Linked DNA regions of Sus scrofa: regions 2 and 3 are each linked to region 1. Evidence: chromatin contacts called from public Hi-C and promoter capture Hi-C data. All regions are on one chromosome and are shown on one strand. Each heading gives the region's core, a stretch centred on a gene start, on an enhancer-like site or on the middle of the called end of the contact. The rest is flanking DNA. Distances are from core to core; before and after follow the strand shown.

Region 1 (4,056 bases), core at 683-3,182:
CTGGCCTTCACCAGGGCCACCGCAACACCAGATCTGAGCCATGTCTGCGACCTATTGCCACAGCTTGCAGCAATACTGGATCCTTTCACCCACTGAGTGAGGCCAGGAATGAACCCACATCCGCATGGATACTAATCATGTTCTTAACCTACTGAGCCACAGCGGGAACTCCATAAATACTGCATTTAAAAAGAAAACTTGGCAAACAGAAATGGACCCATTTTCCAAATACGTAAATATTAGGAATATGGGAGTTATGCACTTCGATAGAATCAATTATACTTTTTTCTGGTGGGAAAATTATAAGAACCTATAATCAAAAGACATATCCTTGGAGTTCCCAACGTGGACCAGCAGTCAGTGAACCCGACTAGAATCTGCGAGGATGCAGGTTCAATCCCTGGCCTCTCTCAGTGTGTTAAGGATCTGGCATTACCCTGAGCTGTGGTGTACGTTGCAGACATCGCCCGGGTCCTGTGTTGCTCTGGCTATGGTGTAGGCCAGCAGTTACAGCTCCAGTTGGACCCCCTAGCCTAGGAACCTCCATGTACCACAGGTGCAGCCCTGAAAAGACAAAAAAAAAAAAAGGGAGAGAGAGGTATCTTTTTTTTCTTGGTCTTTTTAGGGTGGCACCTGCAGCATATGCAAGTTCCCAGGCTAGGGGTCAAACTGGAGCTGCAGCTGCCAGCCACAGCCATGGCCACGCCAAATCCAAGCCACATTAGCAGACACCACAGCTCATGGCCACACAGATCCTTAACCCACTGAGCAGGGCCAGGAATTGAACCTGTGTCCTATTTGTTGGGTTCTTAACCCACTGAGCCACAACAGGAACTCCTCAAGTGACATATCTTTATTAAGCATTAATTTTCAGAAGAAGGAAAGCAAAAAAGAAACTTCAACATACTTTGGACACTGCTTGTAGAAGTTCAGCATGCATTCTTTCCTTCTCTTCTGCTCCTCACTTGGCAAAGGGTAGAACTAGATGAGAAAGTAATAGTTTGAGACACCAGGTTTTTCTGATTGCTCAAACTGGTCAAGTCAGGGCTCAGCCCCAGTCTCAGCCCTAAGCCTCAGCACACACTCAGGGAATGGAGATCAGAGGAAAATGGGGCGTCCCACCCAATTTCAGTGTTTCAGGAGAAAGTTGAGGTTACAGCTGTCGAGGACTAAAGTCTGACCAAACCTCACAGAGGTTTCCTAGAGACAGAGCTGTGAAGTAACAATCGCACAGTTGACAGGAGCCTCCTACCCATAAACGCGGTGCTACATTCATGAGGCACAGACATACTTAAAACAAGGGAACACACACTCCACACCTGCACACATAGAACCACACATGGCAACACAGATAATATACCAAACTCACCATGGAACACATGTTACATTCGCATAGCCGCAGGTATCCTAGTGTCGCGTGGTCACAATCACACACCACCATAGGGACACACGGTCACAACCCCATATGCAAAAGGGTCGCAAAATCTCCCCTTTTTCAGTCCGTTCCGCCCGCACAGGCACAAGCACCAGCCTCCGTATCAGCCTCTGGCCTCCTCAATTTCAGCCTCCTCCAGGTCCCCCAGGATCCCAACCCGCAGAGCTGAACCAGTGCCCCACGGGCCCACGATCGCCCACCTCATGGATCTAACAGTCCCGCCAGGCGTGACGCAAATTTCGAGTTCCTGCGAGAAGAGCGACCGGCCGCTAGGCCCTCTGGGAAATGTGGTCCACAGTGGGCCCCACAGCTGATTTCTCTCAGCGCCCTGCTAGGGCTCACCCTGATCGACTGCCCCCGCAACTGTGAATTTAGTCGGGCCTCAGAGACGCCACGCGCGGTAGCTCGGGCACTCGGGCTTAACCACCTGAGCCGACCAGGCTCACCCCGGTCTCCCTCACACAGGAAACGCCCCCTCTGTTCTGGCCGGAAGTTGAGTCAAGCCGTGAGGCCTTCTGGGAGGTGTTGTGTTGTGGAACGTCCGTTGGGAGGCAGACGCGGTGGGGTGGTTCGACGTTGCCAGCGCCTGGCCCGGGCCTTCCTCGGGTCTCCTTCATCCATCCTCTCGGAAACTGCGCGCTAGATGTGCATTCGGGCGTTTCCGGCAGGTGACGCTGCCGTGTCCCCAGAGCGGGACTTAAGGAAGGGGCTCAAGCCATCTGGGCAGCATCAGCGCGCGGCTAAAGGGGTGGAGCCTTTAAGGAGGCCCCAAGTGTTTGGAGTAGCGGCAGTGCGGAGAATGCTCCTGGAGAGTTGTTGGAGTTCTCAGAACGAGAAACTGTGGTGGAGAGTTACTGTGTGTGTGTGTGTGTGTGTGTGTGTGTGTGAGTGAGAGAGAGAGAGAGATTGTGGTGATGTGAGAGTGATGGGGGTGTGGTTGTGTATGAGTGTGATGGAGTAATTGTGATAGGATGTGTAATGGTGATGTTCGTGATTGTGATTTATGAAAACGTTTGTGGTGTTGTTTGTGTAATTGCTAGGTGGATGTGCAATGTGTGAGTGTGGTGAGGTGTTGGCAATTGTAATTTGTGTAGTGGTTCTTGTCTTGCCTGAGTTGACTTCTGTGTAGGCATAATTGGTAACCGCTTGAAAAAAATTGTATTTGGTTTCAAGTGGTCCTTTTTCCTCATTGCCCACTCTTTGTTAGCCCTCTTTCCTTTGGTGACATTGTCCAGATTTATTTTATTTATTTATTTTTTGGGCCTTCTTTTGGCTTTTTTTATTATATGTATTATTTATTGTCATTATAATAATGCTGCCTGACAAACAGCTCTTAAACTCGGTGGAATACAACAGCAAGCATTTATTTTCTTGTTCATAGGGTTACAGGTCCTTTATGTTCATTTTACCTAGGCTGGGCCTGCCTGGATGGATGGGCTGCAGAATGGATTCAGACCTGCTCCATAGGCGTTCTTTCTGCAGCTCAGGCTAAAAGGACAGTGGTTACCAGGACATGTTCTTCTCATGGTGGATCACCAGAGTACAAGACAGATCTTAAAAGCATCCTTAAAATTTCTTTTCCTGGAGTTCCCGTCGTGGCGCAGTGGTTAATGAATCCGACTAGGAACCATGAGGTTGCGGGTTCAGTCCCTGCCCTTGCTCAGTGGGTTAACGATCCGGCGTTGCCGTGAGCTGTGGTGTAGGTTGCAGACACGGCTCGGATCCCGAGTTGCTGTGGCTCTGGTGTAGGCCGGTGGCTACAGCTCCGATTAGACCCCCTAGCCTGGGAACCTCCACATGCTGTGGGAGCGACCCAAGAAATAGCAAAAAGACAAAAAAAAAAAATTTCTTTTCCCAATCATACTAATATTGGGTTAGCCAAAGCCAGTCAGGTGCCTAAGGTTAACATTAATTACACCCACAGTCAGAGGACAAAGCAAAGTTATATGGCAAAAAGTGTGAATGTATAATCCTGTGAAGAATTGGGACTAAGATTTCCAATCTACAACATGCCTCTTTATCCTTGTGGATACCATTTAGTCCAAGTTCTCTTTTATTTGATAATATTGTTTGTCAGGTTATGTTACTGTATTTTCCAGGAATTTCATTTTACACCCCCTTTATGTCTTTATACTTCAGGTCTGTCTTTTATGAGAGTATATAGCCGGCCTTTTATCGTGTTTGACTGTTATTATAATAGGTGAGTTTAATTCATTTACATTTGTTGTGATTGCTGATAAAAATTTGTTCTATTTTCTATTACGCCTTTTTTCTTTTTTTAGGGCTGTACCTGCTGCATATGGAGGTTCCCAGGCTAGAGGTGGAATCAGAGCTGTAGCCGCTGACCTACCTCATCAGCCACAGCAACGCCAGATCCAACCCACGTCTTCAACCTATACCACAGCTCAGGGCAATGCCAGATCCTTAACCCACTGAATAAGGCCAGGATTGAACCTTTGTGCTCATGGATGCTAGTCTGATTTGTTTCCTCTGAGCAATGACAGAAACTCCCTCCTTAACCTTTTTTTCAAGTGTTGAGCTCAGTGGCATCCACATAGCCATGCCACTATCACCCACTCTTATGTAACTCTTTTTATCTTGCAAAACAGAAACTCTACCCA
Region 2 (4,056 bases), core at 763-3,262, 380 kb after region 1:
CAGCAGAGCCACAGCAACTTGGGATCTGAGCCATGTCTGCAACCTACACCACAGCTCACAGCAATGCCAGATCCTTGACCCACTGAGTGAGGCCAGGGATCAAACCCTCAACCTCATGGTTCCTAGTCGGATTCGTTAACCACTAAGCCATGACAGGAACTCCCAAAAAGCCTTATCTTTTAATGAGGAATTACAAAACAATATGTATTGTAGTCCAATCTTTGGAAGAAAAATACTTATGTCCATAAGCATACATGTATTTACATAAGGGTGAAACCGTCTGCAATAAAATGTTCAGAGTGGTTTAAGAATTATAGATAACTTTTATTTTAAAGTAATATAACAAAGGAATTTTTTTTCTTTTTAGGGCTGCACCTGCAACATATGGACATTCCCAGGTCCAGTCAGAGCTACAGATGCCGACCTACACCACAGCCCCAGCCATGCAGGATCCCAGCCATGTCTGACTCCTATACCACAGCTCAAGGCGACGCCAGATCCTTAACTCACTGAGCAAGGCCAGGGATTGAACCCACATCCTCAAGGATACTGGTCAGGTTCCTTACTGCTGAGCCACAATGGAACTCCCATAACAAAGGAATTTTTGAAGGTTAATATGAACATTTCAGGGAAGAAGCAGCACTCAATAATCTTAGACACTTTTTGTACATGCAACAGTGCTATTCTTTTAGCCCATTTGAGGTGGGGTTTTTTTGGTCTTTGTGCCATTTCTTGGGCCGTTCCCACGGTATATGGGAGGTTCCCAGGCTAGGGGTCTAATCGGAGCTGTAGCTGCCAGCCTACACCAGAGCCACAGCAACGCGGGATCCGAGCCACGTCTGCGACCTACACCACAGCTCATGGCACCGCTGGATGGTTAACCCACTGAGCAAGGGCAGGGATCGAACCCGAAACCTCATGGTTCCTAGTTGGATTCGTTAACCACTGCGCCACGACGGGAACTCCCCATTCGAGGTGTTTCTAAGGGGAATGGCAGAAATAGTGAGGCAGAGAAAAATTATGAGATAACAGGCTTTTCCTGCAGCTCAAACTTTGTGTGACTTTTGAGTGTGATATGCAGTAGCCAGAGCCGTGGAGACTACATTTCTATGATTGTGTGAGCTATGTTTCTATGTTCTAGGTCATAAGTTTCTGCTCTATGTTATGTTCTCTATTTCTATGATTCTTGTGTGAGCTCTTCAGATCCTGTGAGAGCTCTTCAGTTGAGGAAGTAGACTAAGTTGGCAAGGGTAGTGCTTGTTTGTTTTTTGGCTGCGCCTGTGACATGTGCAAGTTCCTAGGCCAGGGATCGAACCCGGGTCACAGGAGTGACCCAAGCCACTGCAAGGTGATAGTGCAGTTGGATCCTTAACCTGATGAGCCATAAGAGAACTCCAAGAGTAGTTTTTTTGTTTTCATTACTTGCTGTTGCTATAATATATGTCGCTTTGCCTGAAGTTTTGTGATAATAAACATGGGGTAGCTTATGTGATTTTGGTTTTATGACGCGTGTATGAATCCACAGGTGACTACTGGAATGTCTCCCTAACTACTTCGTTGCGTGGTTGTAAGGGTTTGTGTAAATGTGCTTTTCTTTTATATAAATAAATGGGGCTTACACAAAGAGCCAATTGCAATCATGGTCACAAACACAAACGTCATTTACACATATGCCCATGCACACAATTACACTGTCACAAAAGCATGACTCCAGGAGCTGTCACAACAGCCAAATACACTTAGTCCGGAGACTAATTTCCGTCACACACCCACATCCTAATCCCTCCCTCCGGTTGCTCCTGCACTTAGAAACCTAACACTCCAGACACTCCTCTTGCCAGTCCTGGGGCGACAGGATTCGTTACCTTCAGCATCCTCAGGAGGAGCTCTGGTCCAAGCTCTGACTCGAATTCCAGGACCCACGCAGAGCCCTGCCTACTGAACCCGTCCTGGGAAGCCCTCAACCGCCTCTGCCGCTGACCATTCACCCGACGTTCCTACCGGAAGTAGCTCTGGCGCGCTGTGGGCTCTGGGAAACGTAGTCCGCGAGCAAGGAGCCTGGGAGGCTAGCGAAGTAGGTAGATCTTCCGCCAGACTTCCTGCCGCACCTGCGCGCTTTCAATGAGGCTATGAGAGATGCCACCACCGCCCAACTGAGGGGCGCAAACTCGGATCTGATGCAGAGAGCTTCAGCCTCTGCTGTGCGGTTGCTATGCTGGATGTGTTTTCTGTCCACGTATCCGAAAGCGCGTCAGATCGAGAGGGAGAGGATTATGTGACAGCGAGTGGAGGGTGTCAAGCGTGAGAAAACTCGTATGTGAAAGCGGATGTGGTGCATACTTGTATAGGTTTAGGCGGTGAGCTTGGCCACGCGCAGTGTTTGTGTGGTGGCATAATGTGATGTGATTTAGGTATGCGCTTGAGACAGTGATTGGTTACTCATGATTGCGGGTGGCGCGGTTACACAGGCAATGACCTTGTAACATTCAGTGTGCCAGGTCTACCTGTGACTACTGGGAGGATTTGGCTGTGGCGAGTGTCCGCGGGTGAATTTCACTAGAGAAGGGAGGAAGCTTGTCTCTTAGGACTAGGAGGCACCGAATGGATGAATCACAGATTCCTGGTGAAGGGTGAACTGGTTCTGAGCCTTATCTTGGCGGTGGAGGGGAGGGGGGGGTTGTGAGGTGATACTGTGTGTCTAAGTGTGCATGAGAGACTGGAATTAACTGAGAGGGGTGGAAACTAGTACAGATTAACTGCCAGAAGGGACAAATCTATGGTAAAGATTTTTAACCTTGCTGAGAGGCCAGAAACCCTATCTCTTGTGTGAGGAAATGTATCTGTGAGAACATGGGATTGTGTTTCTTTGTCGATTCTTGATCATATGTGTGAGATGGTGTGCACTTGAGACTATCACTGGGAGAGAGTGTTGAGTGAAACGTACGAAGTTTGTGAAAGTGGTTTGTGACTAGAGCCAAATCTCTGGATGAATTTTATGACAGTGAAAATATATGTTCAGTGAGTGAGTATAATGCTGTGATTTGAGTTTGATATTTTAACTGAGTATGATTGGGTAGGAGATCACATGAGAGATTTGGTAGATACATTTTTGTGTGTGTTAGAAGGCAACTTATGTAAGTTAAAATCTTGATAGAGATAGTGTATATGGTTGTGATTTTATATTAGTAACTACATGAGAGACTGCAGTATTACAAGTGTGTGAGATTGAGTTTACTACCTATAAAAAGACAATGATGGGAATTCCCATAGTGGCTCAGTGGTTAATGAATCCGACTAGGAACCATGAGGTTGAGGGTTCTATCCCTGACCTCGGTTGGTGGTTTAAGGATCCGGTGTTGCTGTGGCTCAGATCTCGTGTTGCTGTGGCTCTGGCGTAGGCCAGTGGCTACAGCTCTGATTAGACCCCTGGCCTGGATCCTCCATATGCCGCGGGTTTGGCCCTCAAAAAACGAAAGACAAAAAAATAAATAAAAAGCAAAATGACCATGACTTTTTTTTTTTAATTTCTGTCATGTGGTAACTGGAAGAATGGTTGATGTTCTTTGGTAGACGTGAAAGATGGTAAGTCTGCTAAACTCTTTAACTTGACCTGTATAAATGGAAGAGTTCTAGGGCAAGAGAACAAAAGTCTAGCTTGAATGATAAGAGTCACAGCCCCTCATTTCTCAGACTTAACCCTCTATACAGACTTAGAACCTCTGCAATGAGTGGCCCTGCTACATTACCAAAAATTTACATTGTTAAATTTTCCCCTAAGCTTTCCCAAAGGAACCTACAGCCTTTACCCGGATAACTATGTCAAGGAAAAGGAAGTGATCAGAACTTTCAGGGAATACTGAACACTGGTTCTGGACACTAATTTTAGGAGACCCAAAACATCACTGTGGTTCACTAGTCAGGGTGGACCAGGGCCTGTAGCAGTCAGGTGATCGATGAAGTTTTAGCTCAAGTCCATCTAAAGTAGACCCTAAACCCATCCTGTGGTTTTTTCCCCCCCCAAGTCCTGGAATGGATAATTGGGATAGACATACTCAG
Region 3 (4,056 bases), core at 890-3,389, 320 kb before region 1:
GCCTGCAGCTACAGCTCTGATTAGACCCCTAGTCTGGGAACCTCCATATGCTGTGGGTGCAGCCCTAAAAAGACAAAAAAAAAAAAAAAAAAAGATTTTTAATTGGAACATCTGAGATGGGAAAGTATATAAAAGTATTACAATAGATTCTTCTGTTTCTTTCTTTGTCCCATTCAGTTTATTTTCAATAGCAGCCAGTGTGATGGGAATCAGATCATGCCCCTCCGATGCCCCAAAATTTCCAGTGGCTCATTTCACTCAGTTTGAGACAGATGAATCCGAGGTATCCATTCCACAACTAAATGAAGATGCTGAATAGGCAGTTAGATATATTCGTCTGGATTTTTGGAGAGGGTTCTGGGCTGTATACAATTTGGTAGTTGTTGGCATATTGATGGTATTTTAAGCCATGAGACGAAATGAGATCAACAAAGGAGTATAGATAGAGAAGAAGATAAGGACTAAGCCCTCTTAGTTAATAGGTGCTTAGTAAAAATCTGTTTATTGAATGAACATTTGGACAGAGACTAGAATGAATAAGTTAGTCTGTATCTGGGGGGACAGCATTCTAGGTAGAGGTAACAGTAAGTGCAAGGCCACGAGTTAAAAGTGTACTTGACTCACTAAAAGGAAGCTAGTGTGGCTGGAACTGAGTGAGTGAGTTAGAGACAGAGCGAGAAAAATTAGATGAGGTTGGAGGGATAGCCAGGGACCAAATATTTACCGCCTTGCAGGCCAGGGCAAGGACTTTAGCATTTATCCAGAATAAGGTGGGAATCCATTGGAGGATTTTAAAAAGTGATGTGATTGGTTACCCAGAAAGGTTTCAGCAGAAGGAAAGTCTGCTCTTTTGAAAAGCAGGAAAATATTTCAGGAAAGAGAAACACTAACTCACCTGGTACATGGCTTTAAGAAGTCCAACAGCCATTCTTTCCTCCCCTTGGCTCTTCACTTGAGAAATGGCACAGCCCTTAGATGAGTGAGATGAAGAAAAGAACATCAGAAACTAGGCTTTCCTTGCAGCATCCAGAATAAGCAGCATAGAATTTTTTGGCTTCTTTTTTCCTCTGTTGCACCCTTCCCTCCAATAGAGAAAGCTTAATAGAGACCTAGGAATCTAATGGCATACAATTTAACCTGTGCCTAAATCACTTCCTAATTTATTATTTTAACAACAGATTTTCTAGATTTTGCAAATAAAGACTGACTCCAAGCAATGTAACTATTTGCATAAAGACACACAGCTAATAAATAACAGCACCAAGATCAAACAAAGGTCTTCCTGACTCCACTTATCTTTCTTTCTCCTCACCAGTAGATCAGTGGCTCTGAAACTTGGTGACACACTTGGCTAGCTTTAATGGATATTGGTGGCACAGTCTCACTCAGTCCCCACTACCCTCCCCGACACACACATACATTCACAAATTCTTAAAAACTACAGCGCCAACCACCATCTTACGAAGATCACAGTCAGCGGCCATGGGTACCGGCAGACTCACACCGTCACCTCTCCCATAACACCCAGCCTCAAATATCAGTGTATCACAACCGATGGTCTCACTCACACACTCCAACCACAAAGAGGCCGAGGATACAGGAACAACAGGGGACAGAGTCCCCTCTCACCCCTACTGACAGTCTCACCTTCTGTGGCACCAACCATCGACTCACACCCACAGTCACAGAAATCTGATGTGCACAGGCATATCGGGTGACAGGCTCACGCACCGTAAGGTATCAATCACCTTCTCACACGAAGAGTCACAGAAAAGGCCCAGGACCGACGTCTGGGTGACCCACAGGCCACTCCTCAACCCACTTCCTACCTGCAGAACTGAACTGCCGGAAGATCGGGTCCCAGCCCGGAAGGCTCCGGCAACCTCCTCTCGGGCCCACCTCCTGCCCTGAATCTGAAGGAACTCAGCCTCCGCGGGCCTGGAAATAAGCGACTCGGCCTCCGGAGGACACAAAGGCGCCAGGGGCCCAGTGCTCGCGGGGGCCTCTGGGAAATGTAGTCCTAACCAGAAAAAGCCTCGGCGCGGGGGATACCAACAGCCACAGGGCGGCTCTGCTGGGGATACGTAACATCGCCCCCTACGCCCCGGCTCCTGCCACAGCGAATTCCCCCTGGCCTTGCCGGAGCGTGGAAGTCTCAATCGCTTCCTCTCTGCTTCAAACCTGGGTCCGCCACAGGACGAGGCCAAGCGTCACGCTAGACGGTTTCGGATTGAAGTGCGCAGGCACTAGGTCTCGGTCCACCTCCCTTAGTAACCAGGCGGAGAATTACAGGCAGTGTGTTAACCGCAGGGGGTCGAGTTGGTGTGTAGGGCCGCCCCTACACAAAGTGGGTGAGGATGAGGTCCCATATTCTGAGAGACGGGAAAAAAAAGTGTGGCGGGGCAGTTGGGAGTGAAGTGCGCAGATGCATTATGTTCCCTCCCGGTCCTACCTCCCACTAGGGCGTTCTTGCCCTGGGAATGAAGACCGGAGGGGAGGGGTCAGGATCTAGAAGTTCATCCCTTTGCGTATGATTCCTGTATTTGTGATTTGGTGACTGTGGATGTGAATGTGTCCCGTCTTCCTAAAATAGATCCTCTGCCGGGTATCTTCAAAGTTCCCTTACTGGCTACATACGGATGTAAATGTCTCCAACAGGTCTTCTCTGATTACACCTCTCCTTCAATACTCCATGACTCCTTAACCTGACTCTATACCCCCTTAGAACAATAGTGTTTATAATTTATTTGTTTTGGTTTCTGTCACATGACTGATTTTGTCGGTTACTGCATGACCTTTTGATCCTGTCGTGTGTGTTGAGAGACCATGCAAAAATCTTGAATGTTGGAGTGAGCATGGTGCATTTCTGTGACCATGTGTGTGATTGTGTTATTTGTGTGTGACATTTGTGAGGTTAACTATAAGAATGTACTATGATAGAAAGTGACTGGTAGAGAGTGGAGTAGGAGTGTATGGCAGACCTTGAGGATCAGACCAATGGGTGTGGGTTTTCTTGAGATCATTTCATAATAATAAGGTAGTTCATCAAGAGAAAATAATCATAAATGTTTATGCACTTAATAATAACATCAAAATACATGAAAGAAAATCTGATAAAGTTAGGAGAAGGAGATAAATCCACAATTATAATCCAGATGTTCCGCTTATACTCTCAGTAACTGTTAGAACAAGTAGGCAGAGAATCAGTTTAAAACAGAAAATTTGAAAAACACTGTCATCGACCTAACTGATATTTACAGAGCACTGCAACCAACAACAGCAAAAAATATTAATTAAAAAATAAAATAAAATGAGTTCCTTAGTGGCCTAGCAGTTAAAGATTTGGCATTGTCACTTTTATGGCTCAGTTTGATTCAACAACAAACAAATCCACAAAAACCCTAATTTTTTCAAGTGCACATGTAACATTTACAAAGATAAAAAATATTCTGGATACTTCACATTGGACAGTCACCTGTGTGGGAAGAAAAGAGGAAGCTAAATTAAATAAAGAAAATATGATTCAGGAGTTCCCATCATGGCTCAGTGGTCAATGAGTCCAACTGGGAACCATGGGGTTGCGGGTTCGGTCCCTGGCCTTCCTCAGTTGGTTAGGGATCCAGTGCTGCCGTGGGCTGTGGTGTAGGTCTCGGCCAAGGCTCGGATCCCAAGTTGCTGTGGCTCTGGCATGGGCTGGCAGCTGCAGCTCCGATTGGACCCCTGGCCTGGGAATCTCCATAGGCCACAGGTGTGGCCCTAGAAAAAACAAACAAAAAAGACAAAAAAGACAAAAAAAAAAAGAAAATATGATTCAACTTCCTTGTAAGTTATTCAATAGTGTTTTTGTGGAATGCACTGGATTATTCGATAAAAATACTGATAAAAAGTATTGATAGAAAAAATATTCTGGGCCACAAAACAAGCCTCTTTCCACAATGGAGTTAAAGTATAAATCAGTTAGCTGAAAGATAATATGGATAATTACCCAATATTTGGAAATGAGCACATTCCTAAGAAACTGCTGGGGAGTTCCCGGCGTGGCTCAGCAGTAACAAA

The links. Promoter capture Hi-C pulls out the DNA fragments that hold promoters and counts their contacts. Hi-C and Micro-C count contacts between places; a contact is called where the count stands out from the background.
Region 2: a contact with region 1 is called in a promoter capture Hi-C map of fetal liver, with 2.7 times the contacts expected there. The contact joins the promoter of LOC106510528 here to the promoter of ZNF568 in region 1. A contact is called at or near these places in 2 of 5 promoter capture datasets (fetal liver and liver), 3 of 47 Hi-C or Micro-C datasets (heart right ventricle, liver and skeletal muscle) and 1 of 2 datasets of contacts at active chromatin or transcription factors (alveolar macrophages).
Region 3: a contact with region 1 is called in a Hi-C map of liver, with 4 times the contacts expected there. The contact joins the promoter of ZNF570 here to the promoter of ZNF568 in region 1. A contact is called at or near these places in 3 of 5 promoter capture datasets (fetal liver, fetal skeletal muscle and liver), 3 of 47 Hi-C or Micro-C datasets (heart right ventricle, liver and skeletal muscle) and 1 of 2 datasets of contacts at active chromatin or transcription factors (alveolar macrophages).

Annotation. Positions count from the first base shown.
Region 1 is chr6:46,119,382-46,123,437 of Sscrofa11.1, reverse strand. It overlaps ZNF568 (zinc finger protein 568), which reads left to right and starts at 1,932. Exons shown (of 8, transcript XM_021097146.1): 1 at 1,932-2,103; 2 at 3,575-3,635. It overlaps ZNF829 (zinc finger protein 829), which reads right to left and starts at 1,912. Exons shown (of 6, transcript XM_013998466.2): 1 at 1,636-1,912; 2 at 908-981. The coding sequence starts at 940.
Region 2 is chr6:45,741,800-45,745,855 of Sscrofa11.1, reverse strand. It overlaps LOC106510528 (zinc finger protein 461), which reads right to left and starts at 2,012. Exons shown (of 4, transcript XM_021097140.1): 1 at 1,866-2,012. The coding sequence starts at 1,874.
Region 3 is chr6:46,440,640-46,444,695 of Sscrofa11.1, reverse strand. It overlaps ZNF570 (zinc finger protein 570), which reads right to left and starts at 2,139. Exons shown (of 5, transcript XM_013998450.2): 1 at 1,749-2,139; 2 at 896-970. The coding sequence starts at 928.